3 separate regions of the Sus scrofa genome follow, and all the other regions are linked to region 1. A link is a contact called in public Hi-C and promoter capture Hi-C data. All regions are on one chromosome and are shown on one strand. The core of a region is the stretch at or near the end of the contact, and the rest is flanking DNA. Distances in the headings are between cores, read along the strand shown.

Region 1 (5,024 bases), core at 1,709-4,208:
CTGTACCACTTACCTTCCCTGACAACTTCAGAAGGTCTGGGCTGGGCTTTCTAAGCAACTTAACAGGCTTCTCATTCTGTGATCTCATACAAAGTTACCCATACAAAGAATTGCGCCCAAAGTCCGAGAGAAAGCCCACAATTCAGAAGCCACAGAAGAATAACATCCTACCTTCCTGGTTAAGCTTCTGGGCCTCCTCTGAGCCAGAGTGTCTGTGTTTCTGCTGTTGCCTTGCCACACTAATGGCCTGAAGTGCTTCCAGCCGCTGCTCCTCACTGAAGGCTGCAGAACCCACCACTAGCTCTTCAGCCTCCGACAAGCAGCCCAAAGGAAACAGCACCCGCTGCAGGTGAAGTTCTGCTAAGGTTCTGTACTCCGGAAGGCCCTGATTGTCGGGGTCTCGGAGCCAAGTGCTGACTGCATCCAGCATGGCTCCAGGCTCTTGCATTTTGCTGTATAAAAGAACACTGCAGCCCCATGTAACCCAAGCCCCCAAAAAGAGGAGTCAGTGCTTCGCAGTTTAATTTCTCATAACCACCACACTCCTCCCACCCAGCCCCTCCCTGTGGGATGGTGACATGGCAAGAATCAGGAGCTCTTACTTAGGAGCTTGCCATCTTAGGGGTAGCAAGAAACACTCTCAGCTCTGACACCCCCACTCCTGTCGTCCCATTTCACGTCTCCTATTCTTTACTTTCCCCCTCCCCCACTCCTAAATTCCTCCGTCCTCATCATTTATTGTTAGGGTTTCAAGTCTAGGGGTAAGAAAAGAAACATGAAAAGAATTAGATTTGGAGGGAAATAGTAGGGAAGGGGGAAAAGGAGCTATCAGGACTGATTTGGGAAAGGACAGGAAAACCCTCTTGCTCCTGCACTGACCCAGTGGGTAAGCGGTAAGGACCTAAGGACCTACCACAACTCCAGGACTTTGGGGGGCAGCTTCTCAGGAATCTGGTAATACTGAAGAACCCAAGACAGGACTTCCCGCCACCGATCCATCTCCGCCAGGGCCTGGATTCCCACAACACAGAGAGAGCATTTCACCTCCAAGGAGCTGTCAGGGAAAAGCCAATTCAAGTTTAGAAGCGGTTTCCCTGCATTGCCATTGCCACCTCCACCTTGGGACTCTTCTTCACCAGCTCCCAAATTCAGCAGTCGTCACCTCTACCCTCCCACCGGTGTTCTAGTGGACCTCACAATTACAAGTGGTCTTCTGCCCCCAAACAAGAGAAAACTGCCCTTTTCCCAGGAGCTAAAAGTTTCTCTAAATCTAGAAGCAAATCAGCAGCTGCCCAACACACAGCTCTGTATGCAGTTGAAATGTGGATTAATGAGCAGGAGGGTTCCTTTACTTCTTAGGTGAAGAGGACAAGAAACAGCATAGATATTTGGGTGGGAAGAGAGGTGGAGCTAAGAATTTGAAAGGTTATAGCCTCAGTACAGGCACAGGAACTCCACTACTGGCCTCCTAGCACCACCTACAGAGGCACCTCCAAGCACCCAAATCAAAGCCTTCAGCATTTATTCACCAACCCCCTGAACACACAGCCAGGGCTCCCCAATTCATTACTCCCTGGGGTCAGCTTTGACTACTCTACCCACCCCCTCCCTAGTGTGGCCTAAGCCAACCTTACAATCCACAGAGAAATTATGCCTTCAACTACCAGAGAGGACGGCAGCATTAGAAAAAGCAGCGCAAGACCAAGGTTTCTAATTCTTTGATCCGACCCTTCAATAGAACTGGAACACTACTCCTGCCCTGAACCCCATCCCCACTCATCAGCCAAAGTGAGAAGGGGACAACTCAGTGGAGGGTGTACCTTCGACAAGCCTCCCACCACCTGCTTACTGGAGCAACTGAACAATACAATCCTGTCTTCCCTTCATGTCATTCTGCCCTGGAACAGGGAGAAAGAATTGGCTGTGGGTTCCCACTAAGCCCTGTGACACGACTCAACTGCTTCCTCCTCAACGGGCAGTGCCTCCCCTTTCTCCTCAGAAAATGGGCACAAGGTCAGGCACCCCTGAGGAAAGCAAGGAGTAAGACTTCCGCCAACAATCGGAGGGCAAGAGTCCTGGGGACTGGTGCCCCTCCCACCGTCACCCGAAGGGAGCCGAGCCCAGCACGTACGCGCCCGCGGGCTCCTCCGCCAGGCCCTGCCACGCGCGTTCGCAGGTGCGGAGCGCCGCGGCAAAGTCCAGGTGCACCACCAGCAAGTCGGCCGCCTCCTCCAGCAGAAGTGCGGCTGCCGATGGGGCCGGGGAGGAGCGCACCGGCTCGCTGCTCCGCAGGGGGCCCCCAAGCCCCCTCAGGGGGGCTGCAGAGGTCGCGGGGTCACTCCTCATAGGCGGGCGCCGGGCGACCGCCCTCTGGGGGCTGCAGGGTGTCCGGTGCGGCCTGGGAGAAGAGAGGGTCCTCACAGCCTGGCCCACGAACCGCCCGAGGCCGCAGCCCGTAAAGGAAAGATTGGCGCGGCTGGGCTTGTCTGCGGCTCCAGCGAGGGACAGCCTGGCACCCTCGGATATGCAGAGCACTGCGTCCCTGGAGACGCAGCCTCACGACAAGGACTGGAACCCCCGAGCCCGGGAAGGAGTCTGCCCCGACCCTCTCCAGGGGCTGAGCCGCCGCCAGCGGCGCGGGAACGTGGGCGCCGACAGCTTCGCTGCGCGCGCAGAGCGGCGCCCGGCGGCGCGGGACACTCTGGGAGTTGTAGTCTTGCTCCTGGAGCGGCCCCGCTCCGGGGCGCAGATGGGGGGCTTCGGACTACAAGCCCCGGCATACGGCGCCCCAGAAGCCGTCACAGTCGGAGGAAGCCAGCCGACCCAAGCCGCGGGCTGTGGGAGGTGAGGTGGGTACTTGTTGCGGGCCGAGGCTCTGGCCTCCGGCTTCTCTAGCTCCTGGATTCTGTAGGGACACGGCTCCGGCGGCGAGCAGGAGAGGGCGTCTGTGAACCGCCTCCTCCCGGGCCCCGCCCAGCACCCGTCAGTCCTTCCTTCTTTTGTTTTGCTGCCGGTCCCACAACTGGCAGGTGGCAAAAACACAGCCAGCCAAGGGCAGGAGCTTGGCCACCGCGCTCTGCCGGATGGGCTGTGTCCGCTTGTGTCCAGGGATCCACACTGAGCCTCCGTGTCTTATGCCAGATAGATATTCCGTGAAAAAGCCGTACAGTGTGTAATGCAGTTTACAGTAAAGGACTGAGTCAGAGTAAGTATTCAATACGTCCTGGCTTTAATAGTAATTATTAAGTAATTTTACACAGATACAGAAGTTACATTTATTATTATATTCTGTGCTTCACTCAGGCTTTGAAGAGCCTCCTAGGTTTGTGCTAAGCCCTGAGCTTCAGTTCCTCCCAGTTCCCTACCATTTGCACTCTCTCCAAAACGTTGCCCTTGTGATTAAATCGGACAGGCCAGGCACAGGGTCAGCACCTGCCTGCCTCAGCATCCCCTTCCATGGTCACCAGCCAGGGCCTTCCACCCTCTGCAAAAAGTCCTCCTGGAAAGCTGAGGCAGAAGCACAAAATCCATCAGACTCTGGGGATGAGAAGTGTGGACCCCATAATGGCATAAGGTGATAAAGCCAGGACTTCACTTTTTCCGTGGATATTTAACACCTACTAAGTGCCAGCCTTGTTCTAAACACTGAGGATCCCACATGAACGAAGGAGACAAAAATGTCCTCCTTTGTGGAGCTTCCATCATAGTGAAAGAGGGGAGCAAAATTAAAAATAAATACAGTGGTATGTCAGATGGTGATAAATGCTTAAAGAGAACTTGGATGTGACAACAGTGACTACGTTTAACTTTGTTTTCTAGCAGTAAATCCAGGGTTGAAGTAGAGCAGAGAGAAAATGTGCTTTTCATGCTCAGAACTAGCCTCCATTGGTGAAATCACTGCCCTTGGGACCAACACATACTTGATGTCCACCCTAAGTCCCCCTTTCTCTCCAGGCAATATTCTTCCCACAGAGCAAACTCCACTCTGGAAAGTGAATTAGTTCAAGGCTGAATTTATCAAAATGTTTTATCTGTTCTGCCTCAGATTTGACAGCCAATAATGAAGATCATTAGTAATAGCATAATTACTGGACTGTAAACAAACAAAAAACTGTTTCTCAGAATTGGCTTATAAGTCTCCCCTGAAAAATCAGAAAAGCAGTAGTAGCGTCAGAATACAGACCTGACCAGGCCTGGGCCAGTTGAGACTGGCAGGACCAGGCCTCTGCCTCCAGGAGCACCACTTCCAAGCTTTTGCTGCCAGAAAAAGGCCCCTTCCTTAATCCTAGAGAAGGTTCTTGCTCTGCCCAGGATTTTCCAGGAGATGGCAGCACAGCCTTAAAAGAAGCAAGCCTGCCAGTACGTGCAGTGCTGTGATCCCTAGAATGAGGTCAAGATATTTAAAGAAGTGGGAGTTTGCAAAAAAAAAAAAAAAAAAAAAAAAATATGAAAATAGGATTTTTCTATTTCTGTGTTTCGCCCAATCTCTGACTACCTGGGCCTACGCAGTGGTCTCTCTGTCACCACTACCCCTTAGCACTCTTATGCCCACCAGCTGATTCCCGAGTAACAGTGCTGACATAATGGAGCCAGACCATCTAATGAAGCCAGACCATCTCAAGCTAAGACACAGCAGTCCTAATTTATTCCACCTGAGGGACAGTGACCAAGTGTCTTAATGTCTCAGGGCTCATGACTCAAGCTATGAAACAGCCTTCCCTCCCTCTGGTATAAAATAAGTGGTGGTGGAGTTCCTGCTGCAGAGATTGGGGTTCCATCGCCAGCCCCGGGGCCGTGAGTTAAGGATCTGGCATTGCTGCAGCTGTGGTGCAGGTCACAGCTGTGGTGCAGGTTGCAGCTCTGGCTCGAATTCGATCCCTGGCTTGGGAACTTTCATATGCCTCTGGTGCAGCCACAAAAAAAAAAAGAGAGAGAGAGAAGTGGGAACAAGGCAGTTCTTTCCAATCTGAAAGCCCTGACCTGTGTCAAGATTTGTATTGTTGGAATCCTTTCATTTTGGGAAA
Region 2 (5,024 bases), core at 1,455-3,954, 640 kb after region 1:
GCCATGTGCCTTGACCGCTTATCCTTATGATCTGTGGTCTTTTTTTTCAGCCGTGCCCATGGCATGTGGAAGTTCCCGGCCAGGGATGGAACCTGCAACAGCAGTGACCTGAGCCACAGCAGTGACAACACTGGATTCTTAACCTGCTGAGCCATCAGGGAACTCCTCTGTGGTCTTTTTATTCAGGGCCTCAGACTTGAAAGAAATTGGGTTAAAGAATCTTACATAGGAGTTCCCTTCATGGCTCAGCGGTTAACGAATCCAACTAGGATCCATGAGGATGTGGGTTCGATCCCCGGCTTCACTCAGTGGGTTAAGGTTCTGGCATTGCAGTGAACTGTGATGTAGGTCACAGACATGGTTGGATCCTGCGTTGCTGTGGCTGTGGTGTAGGCTGGCAGCTACAGCTCCAATTAGACCCCTAGCCTGGGAACCTCCATATGCTGTGAGTGCAACTAAAAAGGAAAAAGCCAAAAAAAAAAAAAAAAAAAAAAAAAAAAAAAAAACTCATACAGAAGCTACTCTGAGCCAGTGAAGTCCATTTCCTAGAGAGGCACGGATTAAGTCAAAGGGCTATTAGCACCCAAGTTACCAGGGAGGAGGCCTGTCCTCTGAAGGCAGCTGTGGGTGAGACCTGGCCTGCGGGGTGAGAGGAGGGAGCTGGGAGCCTGGCTGGGGGAGGGTGGGAGGGTCAGGGGCAGAGTTGCCACTGTTCCCTCAGAAGCCCCGTTCTTTGCCTTCTTCAGCTGCTTCCTGAGCTGGAGGTTAGCTGCTGGCTGGTGTTTTCCTGGGGGAGATGGGGGAGCCTGGCTGTAATCACCCCCATGAGCACCTGGCAGCTCCTCAATCTGAGTTGTAACCAGGAGCTGCTCTGCCCTGACACCTGCCCTGATGTGATGCTCACACAGGACAGGCTGCTGGTGCTCTTTACTGCCCACCTTGCCCGTGTGGTGGGTCTTGGCACCAGCTGGCAGGGCTGAATCTCTCATACTGTGAAGCCTGTGACCAGTAACGAGAGCTGCTCTGCTCCCTGGCACCTACTGAAGTGCAAAGCCGTCAGGGAGCGGAGCTAGGAATGTGGCCTCAGGAAGGGATTCAGCCCAGAAAACAGTCATTGGTGGCCTGTGCTGTGAGTAATGTTCCTGGGAGGTGGAGACAGATGCTGAATGGAATTGTGATGATAACAGCAGCCACCTGTAACATGCTCTGCACCAGGCACTGGGCCAACCCTCCAAACTTGCAGCCTCCCTCTCTCTTTTTGTAACAACCTCTCTAATACAACAGCCTGGGAACGTAGACATTGGTCCCTTTGTACAGCTGGATAATCCGAGGCTCAGAGAAGTGAAATAGCTGGTCCAAGGTCACACAGGTAAAGTGGTGGAGCTGAGACCACCGCCCCAGAGCCCAGCTCTCCCGCCACACCTGCTCTGCCTGTGTGACCACTGGACACAGAGCTTGTGTGTGCCAGGGGTAGGCTGTGAGTGCTAAACCCCACATCTACTGAGGACTAACTGTACAGACCTCCAAGAGACTGGAGAAAGCCATGCAGCTCAAACTGACCCTGTTCGAGAAGCAGATTTAGGGTCAAGGCCAGGCAACCAGCCTCCATTGTCCCCCTGAGTCCCCTCCCTCCCTGTGAGGTGTTATGTGGAAAGGGGGTGAAATGAAGGCAGGCGAGAGGCAGCCTCAGGTATGTGGAGGACCAAGAAGGGGCAGGAGAGCTTCCTGCCCTGCTTTGATGGGCTGGAGTGTTAGTGTTACACAGGCACCCCACCTGCTCCCTAAACCCCTACAGGCACAACTCCACCTGCTGCCTTCTTGAGCTGCTTCCCTGTTCCAGCCCCAACATGGACTAAGTTCAGAGGGTGAGGCAGGATGGGCCCTGAGTTTGTAGATGCAGGATGCTGTGTTTCTGCCCACCGCGGGGCTGCAGCCTTCCCTGCCACTGCCTTGGGGCTTTGTTCTATCAGGGCGCCGTTCCTCTAGGTGTCCCTTTATTTTCCTCTGCTAGCTACATGTTACTGTTGTTGCCACTCCAGCTTTAAGAACTTCAGAGAATACTGAAGCCCACTTGGCAGGGTCAACTCCTACCATCCTTTTACTGCTCCTTACTTCCAAGCGCATTTACATTCACAGAGCTGCTCCATTCGCTGGAAACTGGTACCTCACCCAGGGTGGCCCCGGAATAGAGCTGCATGTTTGGGGCTCCTGTTCTTTGTCCTTGTAATCAGTATCGCCTGATTCTTCCCTTGGTTTTTAAGAGCCTTGGAGAGAGGCCGGATTGGCCCAGGGGTGCCTGCAGAGGTTCCCGCCTGGTCCTCCGGAGGCACAGTCTATATAGAGACTACAGAGACCAAGGCCATCCGGTCCCCTAACGCCCCAGGGGTTCAGCGAGTGGGACCTCGCCGACCACCTCCCATTCCGCCCCGCCCGGCGTCCCTCCTGGTTCTGCCCGCTGAGTCCTCCTTCCTGCCCCAACTCCTCGCCTCGGCACCCGCTCCCCTTCTTCCCGCGACCCGGTGGCCAGGCTTTCCCCCTCCCGGCCCTGAATCCAATCCTCGTTTCCCCGCCCCGCCCCCAGCTCTGGCGGGGCCGCCTCACGCGCCGTCACCGCCACCGTCACCGCGCGTCGGCGGCAGCCCGCGCGCACCCGGCCACGGAGCTCGGCTCGCGGCGCGCGGCTCCGGCCGGGGAGGCGGGAGGGAGCCGAGGACAATGCGCCCCGCGCTCGGCGCCCCCCGCGCGGCCCCGCCCCCCGCCCGGCTGCAGCCCCCGTTTCTTCGAGGCCGGAGCGGCTCGGGCAGCAGCAGCAGCAGCACCAGCAGCGGCACTGGCGGCGGCTCCGGCAGCAGCGCGGGCGCCGAGCGGGAGGACGACGACGAGAGCGCCAGCATCAGCAGGCCACTGGTGCCCGCCGGGACCCCGGGGACCCCCGCCGCCTCCGCCGCTTCCACGCCCACCTCCCCGTGCAGCATGACCGCCGCCGACCTGGGCGCGGGCGTGGTGGCCGGGGCCGTCGGGGGCGCGGGCGGTCCCGGCCCCGGCCCCTCCTGTCGTTCGTGCTGTGGCTGCTGCGGCCGCCCGTCCCGGCAGGGCCGCGGGGGCGGGAACCGCGGCTGCACCCTTGGCCCTGGCTGCCGCTGGGGCTACCAGGCTCTGTCCGTGGCGCTGCTTCTGGCGCAGGGCGGCCTGCTGGACGTGTACCTCATCGCCGTCACCGACCTGTACTGGTGCTCCTGGGTCGCTACCGATCTGGTAGTGGCGGCGGGCTGGGCCATTTTCTTCGCCAAGAACAGCCGGGGCCGTCGGGGCAGCCCACACGCCCACCACCCGCACCACCCGCACGTCGCGCCCCTGCACCTGCCCGCCGCCCCTGCTGCCGCTGCCGCTGCTGGGGCTGCGGGCGCCAAGGTGCGCGGCGGCCGCGGGGGCGCTGGCGGCCCGGGGCCCGCGGGGACGGCGGGGGCGGCCGGTGAGTTCGCCTTCGCCTACCTGGCCTGGCTCATCTACTCCATCGCCTTCACGCCCAAGGTGGTGCTCATCCTGGGCACGTCCATCCTGGACCTCATCGAGCTGCGAGCGCCCTTCGGCACCACGGGCTTTCGCCTCACCATGGCTCTGTCGGCGCCGCTACTCTACAGCCTGGTGCGGGCCATCGGCGAGGCGGGCGCCGCCCCTGGCTCCGCGGGCCCCCTGCTTCTGCAGCCCCAGCAGCACCGCGCCGCCGGCTGCTTTCTGGGCACGTGCCTGGACCTGCTGGACAGCTTCGCCCTGGTGGAGCTGATGCTGGACGGTCGTGCGCCGCTGCCCGCGCACCTGCGCTATCTGCTCATCGCCGTCTACTTCCTCGCGCTCGCCTCGCCGGTGCTCTGGCTCTACGAGCTCCACGCCGCAGCAGCCGCCTCGCCTCGGGGCCGGGCCTCGCGGCCCGGCAGCTGCAGCCGCCTGCTGCGCCTGCTGGGCGGCTGCCTGGTGGACGTGCCCTTGCTGGCGCTGCGCTGCCTGCTGGCCGTGAGCTACCAGCAGCCGCTCTCCGTCTTCATGCTCAAGAACCTCTTCTTCCTGGGCTGCCGCGGCCTGGAAGCCTTGGAGGGCTGTTGGGACCGGGGGACCCCAGCGTCCCCAAATCGGGCCCGGGCGGGCTATGGTGCTCCACCCTCTGCCCCTACCACGACCGGAGGCCCCCAGCTGGCCCACTGCATCTCAGAGGATGAGGGGGGCGCCCACGGCTATGTCAACACCCTGGCTGTGGCATCCCAGAATTGAGGGGTCTGGGAGGCTTGCTTTGGGGTTGGGAGACCCCGCTGCCGGTCCTCTGACCTTCTGTCACCCAACTGGATCAGTCTCTGGGAGAGGTGACTGCTAATAGGGCTAAGGGCCAGGGCGCCCTTTAGAACCCCTCCGGTCAAGACTACTTGGAGCGGACAGCTGCTAAGGAGATGGAGAGCGGTCCGTGGACTCTCTTCTTCCTCTCCTGCCCTTCCTTCCCTAATCTTTGCCTCCAAGGGGCTGGTGCCTCTGCTTCTGGCTTTCCCCACCTCACCTTAGTTCCTCTCCTTTGTGGGGGAGAATAGAGGGAAAGGGGTGCCCAGGCAGGGGGTGCTGGGCCCTGGGCCACCCTGTTGCTTGGATATGCCAGCTTCTTTTAGGCTGTGGTTAGTAGTCATTGCCCCATGCCTTGAAATTGACCCAGAATCCACCCCCGCCATGTGTCGGTTGCATTTCTTCCAGATGGTGGATGCAAAGTCTGCGTGTGTGTGTGTGTGTGTGTGTATTTGCGTGTGCTATTTCCTTGTGTCTACCCCATGCCCCTCACAATCAGTAGGAGCTCTGGGGAGTCCCTGCCCTCCCCACCACACACTCCTCATTCCTACCTGAATCTGGCCATGATCTCCCAAACAGAGCTGGGCTCTGGGGCTGCCCGCTGCCCTCTCTGAGGGGGAAGCTCACTGGGACCTTCCTCACTCCCACTCCTCTCCCTCAGCCAGGGGAGCGGAGGTCCATACTCCAAGGACCAAACTACA
Region 3 (5,024 bases), core at 643-3,142, 580 kb after region 1:
AATGGGAGAAAATATTTACAAACAATGTAACCATGCAACAGGCAAGGGCTTAATCTTGTCAAGGGCTTAATCTACAATATATACAAACAAGTCCTACAAACCAACAACAACAAAACAAATAACACAATCAAAAAATCAGCAGAAGACCTAAATACTCATTTCTTCAAAGAAGACAGACAGGAGTTCCCATCTGGCTCAGCAGTTAATGAATCCAACTAGTATCCCTGAGGACGAGGGTTCGATCCCTGGCCTCGCTCAATGGGTTAAGGATCCAGCGTTGCCATGAGCTGTGTTGTAGGTGGCAGATGCAGCTTGGATCCCACCTTGCTGTGGCTGTGGCGTAGGCTGGCAGCAGTAGTTCCAATTGGACCCCTAGCCTGGGAACCTCCATATGCTGCAGGTGCGGCCCTAAAAAGTCAAAAAAAAAAAAAATTAATCTTGGACTTTTGAGGGAGTTCCTATTTCTGTACATTTTCATTTTTGAATTCTTGCCTAGTAAGTGATGACCTTTCTACTTTTTTGGGTGATGGCAAGGGGCCCAGAGGTTTCAGCAATGAGGGGCTGTGAAGTGGCTTTGTGGGTGATTTGGGGCAGAAGGCACTGGAGGGGGCGGGGCTGGGCTGGGAGGGGTGCTGGGCAGGCATGTGGGTTGATTGTGACACAGAGGTCGCTATACGGTCTCCTGTGGTGTCTTCTGTGTTGGCCTGGGGATGTGGCACAGTGGTTACTTCCAACAGCAGTAATGCAGGCATCTCTGGAACTTGCTACATGCACCGGGCACTTTGCAGGACTTCCTCATTGAGCCCATGGCACCCTGCACAGCCCTGCTCTACCATCTCCACTCCGGCCCAGGAAACGAAGTCTGGAGAGTGTAGATGATATGGCTAGGCCTGACCGCAGCCTCTGGTCACATGCTGTGTCCCCTCCCCACCCCCCTGGAGTGGTTTCCCTGCCCACCTTCCTGCCCTTGTTCTCCCCACAGCCCCTAGGCTTCCCACCCTCCCCCCACACCCCTGATTCCCCTTAAAGCACCTACTTTCTATTGTATCTTTTTTTCTTTTTGGCCACACCCGCCCAGCAGCAAGCAGAAGGTCCTGAACCAGGAATCAAACCCACACCATAACAATGACAACACTGGGTCCTTAACCCGCTGTGCCACCAGGGAACTCCTGCATCAACTTTTTTACCTTCTATCCAGTGGGTTGGCCCACAATTCACCTCCAATTTTGAGGAGGGAGGCCTTGCCCAAAGTTCTCGAGCAGGGGAAGTTCCCATCATGGCTCAGTGGTTAATGAACCAGACTAGCATCCATAAGGATGCAGGTTGGATCCCTGGCCTCAGTGGGTTAAGGATCTGGTATTGCTGTGAGCTGTGGTGTAGGTTGAAGACTCGGCTCAGATCCCAAGTTGCTGTGGCTCTGGTGTAGGCCGGTGGCTACCACTGTGATTCAATCCCTTGCCTCGGAACCTTTATATGCCACGGATGCAGCATATAGGACACCTAAAGGACAAAAAGACAAAACAAAAACAAACAAACGAAAAAACAAAGTTCCGGAGCAGGTTCTAGAGTGCCTCCTGCGCTTCGTGTGGTGTGGAACTGGTCCTGGATCCACTGTGACAGCCACGGCACCTGCCAGTTAAGCATGACGTACACGCACATGGAGGCACACACTGTGTCTAACCCGCCAAGCACCCCAGGTACAGCTCCAGGAAGAGGCTCTCACACGCATAGACACACATGCACTGGGACCCCCCCCCACCCAACTCCCGCCCTCCTGGGCCCTGGGCGGAGACGGGGCTGGGGCAGTAGGGAAGTGAAACCACCCTGGGGAAGTGAACCGAGCCTGAGCCTCAATTTCTGAGGTGGCCACAGTCTCTCGGGCTCTGGAGCTGCTCCGAGGTAACTGGGGTCCCCTGGGTGGGGGATCGGGCCTGAATGGGTGGCTGGGGGTGCTGGTTGCTCACCTGGGGGCTTCCAGGGGTGCCAGGAGCAGGGCTGCTCAATGCATTACCGGCTATGGCCCAGGGCGGGGACCAGGCTTGTGGACATGCAAGTTCCTCTCTTCCTTGTCTGAAAACAAAATATTTTCATAGAGTGTTTTTTTAATGTGATTGGCTATGTCTGCGCTGTGTGGAAATTCCCAGGCTAGGGATCAAACCCACACCACAACAGTGACAATGCCGGGTTCTTAACCCACTGAGCCACCAGGGAATTTTGTAGCGTTTTAATACTCTCCCTTTCTTTCTTTTTCTCTTTCTTTCTTTCTTTCTCTCTTTCTTTCTTTCTTTCTCTCTCTCTCTCTCCCTCTCTCTCTTTCTTTCTTTCTTTTTCTTCCTTCCTTCCTTCCTTCTTTCTTTCTCTCTCTCCTTCCTTCCTTCCTTCCTCCTTCCTTCCTTCCTTCCCTTCCTCCCTCCCTCCCTCCCTCCTTTCTCTCTCTCTCTCTCTCTCTCTTTCTTTCTTTCTTTCTTTCTTGTTTTTTAGGACCACACCCATGGCATACAGTATTTCCCAGCCTAGGGGTCTAATGCGACTGAAGTTCCCAGCCTACACCACAGCTACAGCAACACCAGATCTGAGGCGCATCTGCAACCTACACCTAAGCTTGTAGATCCCTAACCCACTGAGTGAGGCCAGAGATTAAACCTGCATCTTCCTGGCTACTAGAGTCGGGTTTATTACCGCTGAGCTGCAATGGGAACGCCTAATTTTTTTTTTATTATAGTTAATTTACAATGTTGTATCAATTTCTGCTGTACAGCAAAGTGACCCAGTTGTACATATATTAGAACTGGACCTTCCTTTAAAAGCAAAAGAGTGGGACCATGGAGAGAGAGATGAAGTGAGCACAGCTGGAGTGGGGACAGGGAGTTCTTTCCTGGGAGGGAGGACACTTCTGTCTGAGAGGCTACCAGGAGGCCCAGGGTGCTGGCCACACAGAAGCTCTGGGATCCTTGGAGAGGACAGAGTGGGAGGTTTGGGGGCTGGTGGCCCTGCTATATGTCACTGGGGAGAGGGGAAGAGCGGGGCCCTTGGTGGAGGATGTGGTGGGGGTGGCTCAGGAGTGGGGACATCACTGTCCTTCCCTCCTGGAGACAAACACTCACCCAAGGACAGATTCCAGGACCTGATGAAGGTGCAGGGACTGCCAAGGCCAGCTCTGGGATTCGGTGCACAGCTCTGCCAGCTGTCCTCCTAGCCAGCAGTCACCTGGTCTTCTGGCTCCCTCTTGAAATTCCCCCTTGGGAGTTTCCATTGTGGTGCAATGGAAACGAATCCGACTAGTAACCAAGAGGTTGCTGGTTTGATCCCTGGCCTCGCTCAGAGGGTTAAGGATCCAGCAATGCCGTGAGCTGTGGTATAGGTCACAGACTCAGCTCTGATCCTGCGTTGCTGTTGTGGCTGTGGCCTAGCCTGACAGCTGTAGCTCCAATTCTACCCCTAGCCTGGGAACTTCCATATGCCTCGGGTGCGCTCCTCCCCCAAAAAAAATTTCCCCGTGGAGTATCTGCTGTAACTGCATAAACATACTGAATCATTGAAAGCTACCCCTGGAAAGAATCCTGGATATAACATGTCCCAGTGATGATCAGACTTGCCATTTCTTTCTTTCTTTCTTTCCTTTTTTTTTTTTTTTTTGTCTTTTTAGGGCCACACCCACGGCACGTTGAGGTTCCCAGGCTACGGGCTGAATCAAAGCTATAGCTGCTGGCCTATACCAGAGCCATGGCAACTCAGGATCCAAGCCACATCTGAGACCTACACCACAGTTTACGGCAATGCCAGATCCTTTAATCCACTGAGCAAGGCCAGGGATGGAAGCTGCATCCTCAAGGATGCTAATCAGATGCATTTCCCCTGAACCATGATGGGACTCCTTTTTTTATTTTTATTTTTTGATAGGCAAGAAATAGATCTGTTAAGATAGGACGCTTGTGAGAGATACAAGCGGGCAGGCAACGAGGCTCTGCCCAGACTTGCCATTTCTGTTATAACCTGCACCTCTCTTTACTTAATATGTTTCTTCACATTAACTTGCTTTAAGGTGTGTGTGTGTGTGTGTGTGTGTGTGTGTGTGTGTGTGTGTGTGTGTAGGGCCACACCCATGGCATATGGACGGTCCCAGGCTAGGGGTTGAATCAGAGCTGTAGCCACTGGCCTACACCACAGCCACAGCAATGCCAGATCCAACCTGTATCTGCGATCAACACCACAGCTCACGGCAAAGTTGGATCCTTAACCCACTGAGCAAGGTCAGGGATCGAACCTGCATCCTCATGGATACCAGTCAGATTTGTTTCTGCTGAGCCACGATGGGAACTCCTGCTTTAAGTTTTTTTTTTTTTTTGTCTTTTTGCTATTTCTTTGGGCCGCTCCCACGGCATATGGAGGTTCCCGGGCTAGGGGTCGAATCGGAGCTGTAGTCACCAGCCTACGCCAGAGACACAGCAACGCTGGATCCGAGCCGCATCTGCAACCTACACCACAGCTCACGGCAACGCCGGATCCTTAACCCACTGAGCAAGGGCAGGGACCGAACCCGCAACCTCATGGTCCCTAGTCGGATTCGTTAACCACTGCGCCATGACGGGAACTCCTGCTTTAAGTTTTTTTATTCCATCTGAATCTTGAGGACACATGGGTCAAGAACTACTGTTAAGTCCAATTTACCCTTGTTGCAGGTGAGGGAACAGACCCGCAGGCCTAAAATCTCAAAGAGATGTGGTGATTTGGGGCTGTGCCTGGAGTCTCGATGATTTCAGTGGAAAGTCTCCTACTCTCAACTGTGCAGAAACTTTGCCCAAGTGTGACTCACATGGTCCCCGGTGGGGCTGCACACAGACCCAGCCAGGGCAAGTCCTTCCTCCTCCTCTCAGATCCCTGCCCACGGGCTAGCTGGGCAGGCTGCTCTCCCTAAGCTTCTGGAATCTTACTGCTAAAGCTCTGAAATATCAAGAACATGGTGTTTGAATGACTGACTGTGCTGGGTACTCAGCAAGTCTGAATAAAGGAGGGCAGCTCTTCTG

The links. Promoter capture Hi-C pulls out the DNA fragments that hold promoters and counts their contacts. Hi-C and Micro-C count contacts between places; a contact is called where the count stands out from the background.
Region 2: a contact with region 1 is called in a Hi-C map of epiblast stem cells, with 2.0 times the contacts expected there. A contact is called at or near these places in 1 of 47 Hi-C or Micro-C datasets (epiblast stem cells) and 1 of 2 datasets of targeted methods (alveolar macrophages).
Region 3: a contact with region 1 is called in a promoter capture Hi-C map of liver, with 3 times the contacts expected there. A contact is called at or near these places in 2 of 5 promoter capture datasets (fetal liver and liver) and 1 of 2 datasets of targeted methods (alveolar macrophages).

The regions. Positions count from the first base shown.
Region 1 is chr5:70,130,958-70,135,981 of Sscrofa11.1, reverse strand. It overlaps PEX26 (peroxisome assembly protein 26), which reads right to left and starts at 2,958. Exons shown (of 5, transcript XM_003126596.4): 1 at 2,132-2,958; 2 at 914-1,054; 3 at 172-467. The coding sequence starts at 2,346. MICAL3 (F-actin-methionine sulfoxide oxidase MICAL3) reads left to right here and starts at 3,013. Exons shown (of 40, transcript XM_021092508.1): 1 at 3,013-3,205.
Region 2 is chr5:69,486,169-69,491,192 of Sscrofa11.1, reverse strand. CECR6 (cat eye syndrome critical region protein 6) reads left to right here and starts at 2,704. Exons shown (of 1, transcript XM_021092985.1): 1 at 2,704-5,024. The coding sequence starts at 2,716. The coding sequence ends at 4,266.
Region 3 is chr5:69,551,508-69,556,531 of Sscrofa11.1, reverse strand. ADA2 (cat eye syndrome chromosome region, candidate 1) reads left to right here and starts at 1,892. Exons shown (of 12, transcript NM_214016.2): 1 at 1,892-1,899. It overlaps LOC110260759 (a long non-coding RNA gene), which reads right to left and starts at 3,336. Exons shown (of 3, transcript XR_002344148.1): 1 at 3,105-3,336; 2 at 1,965-2,070.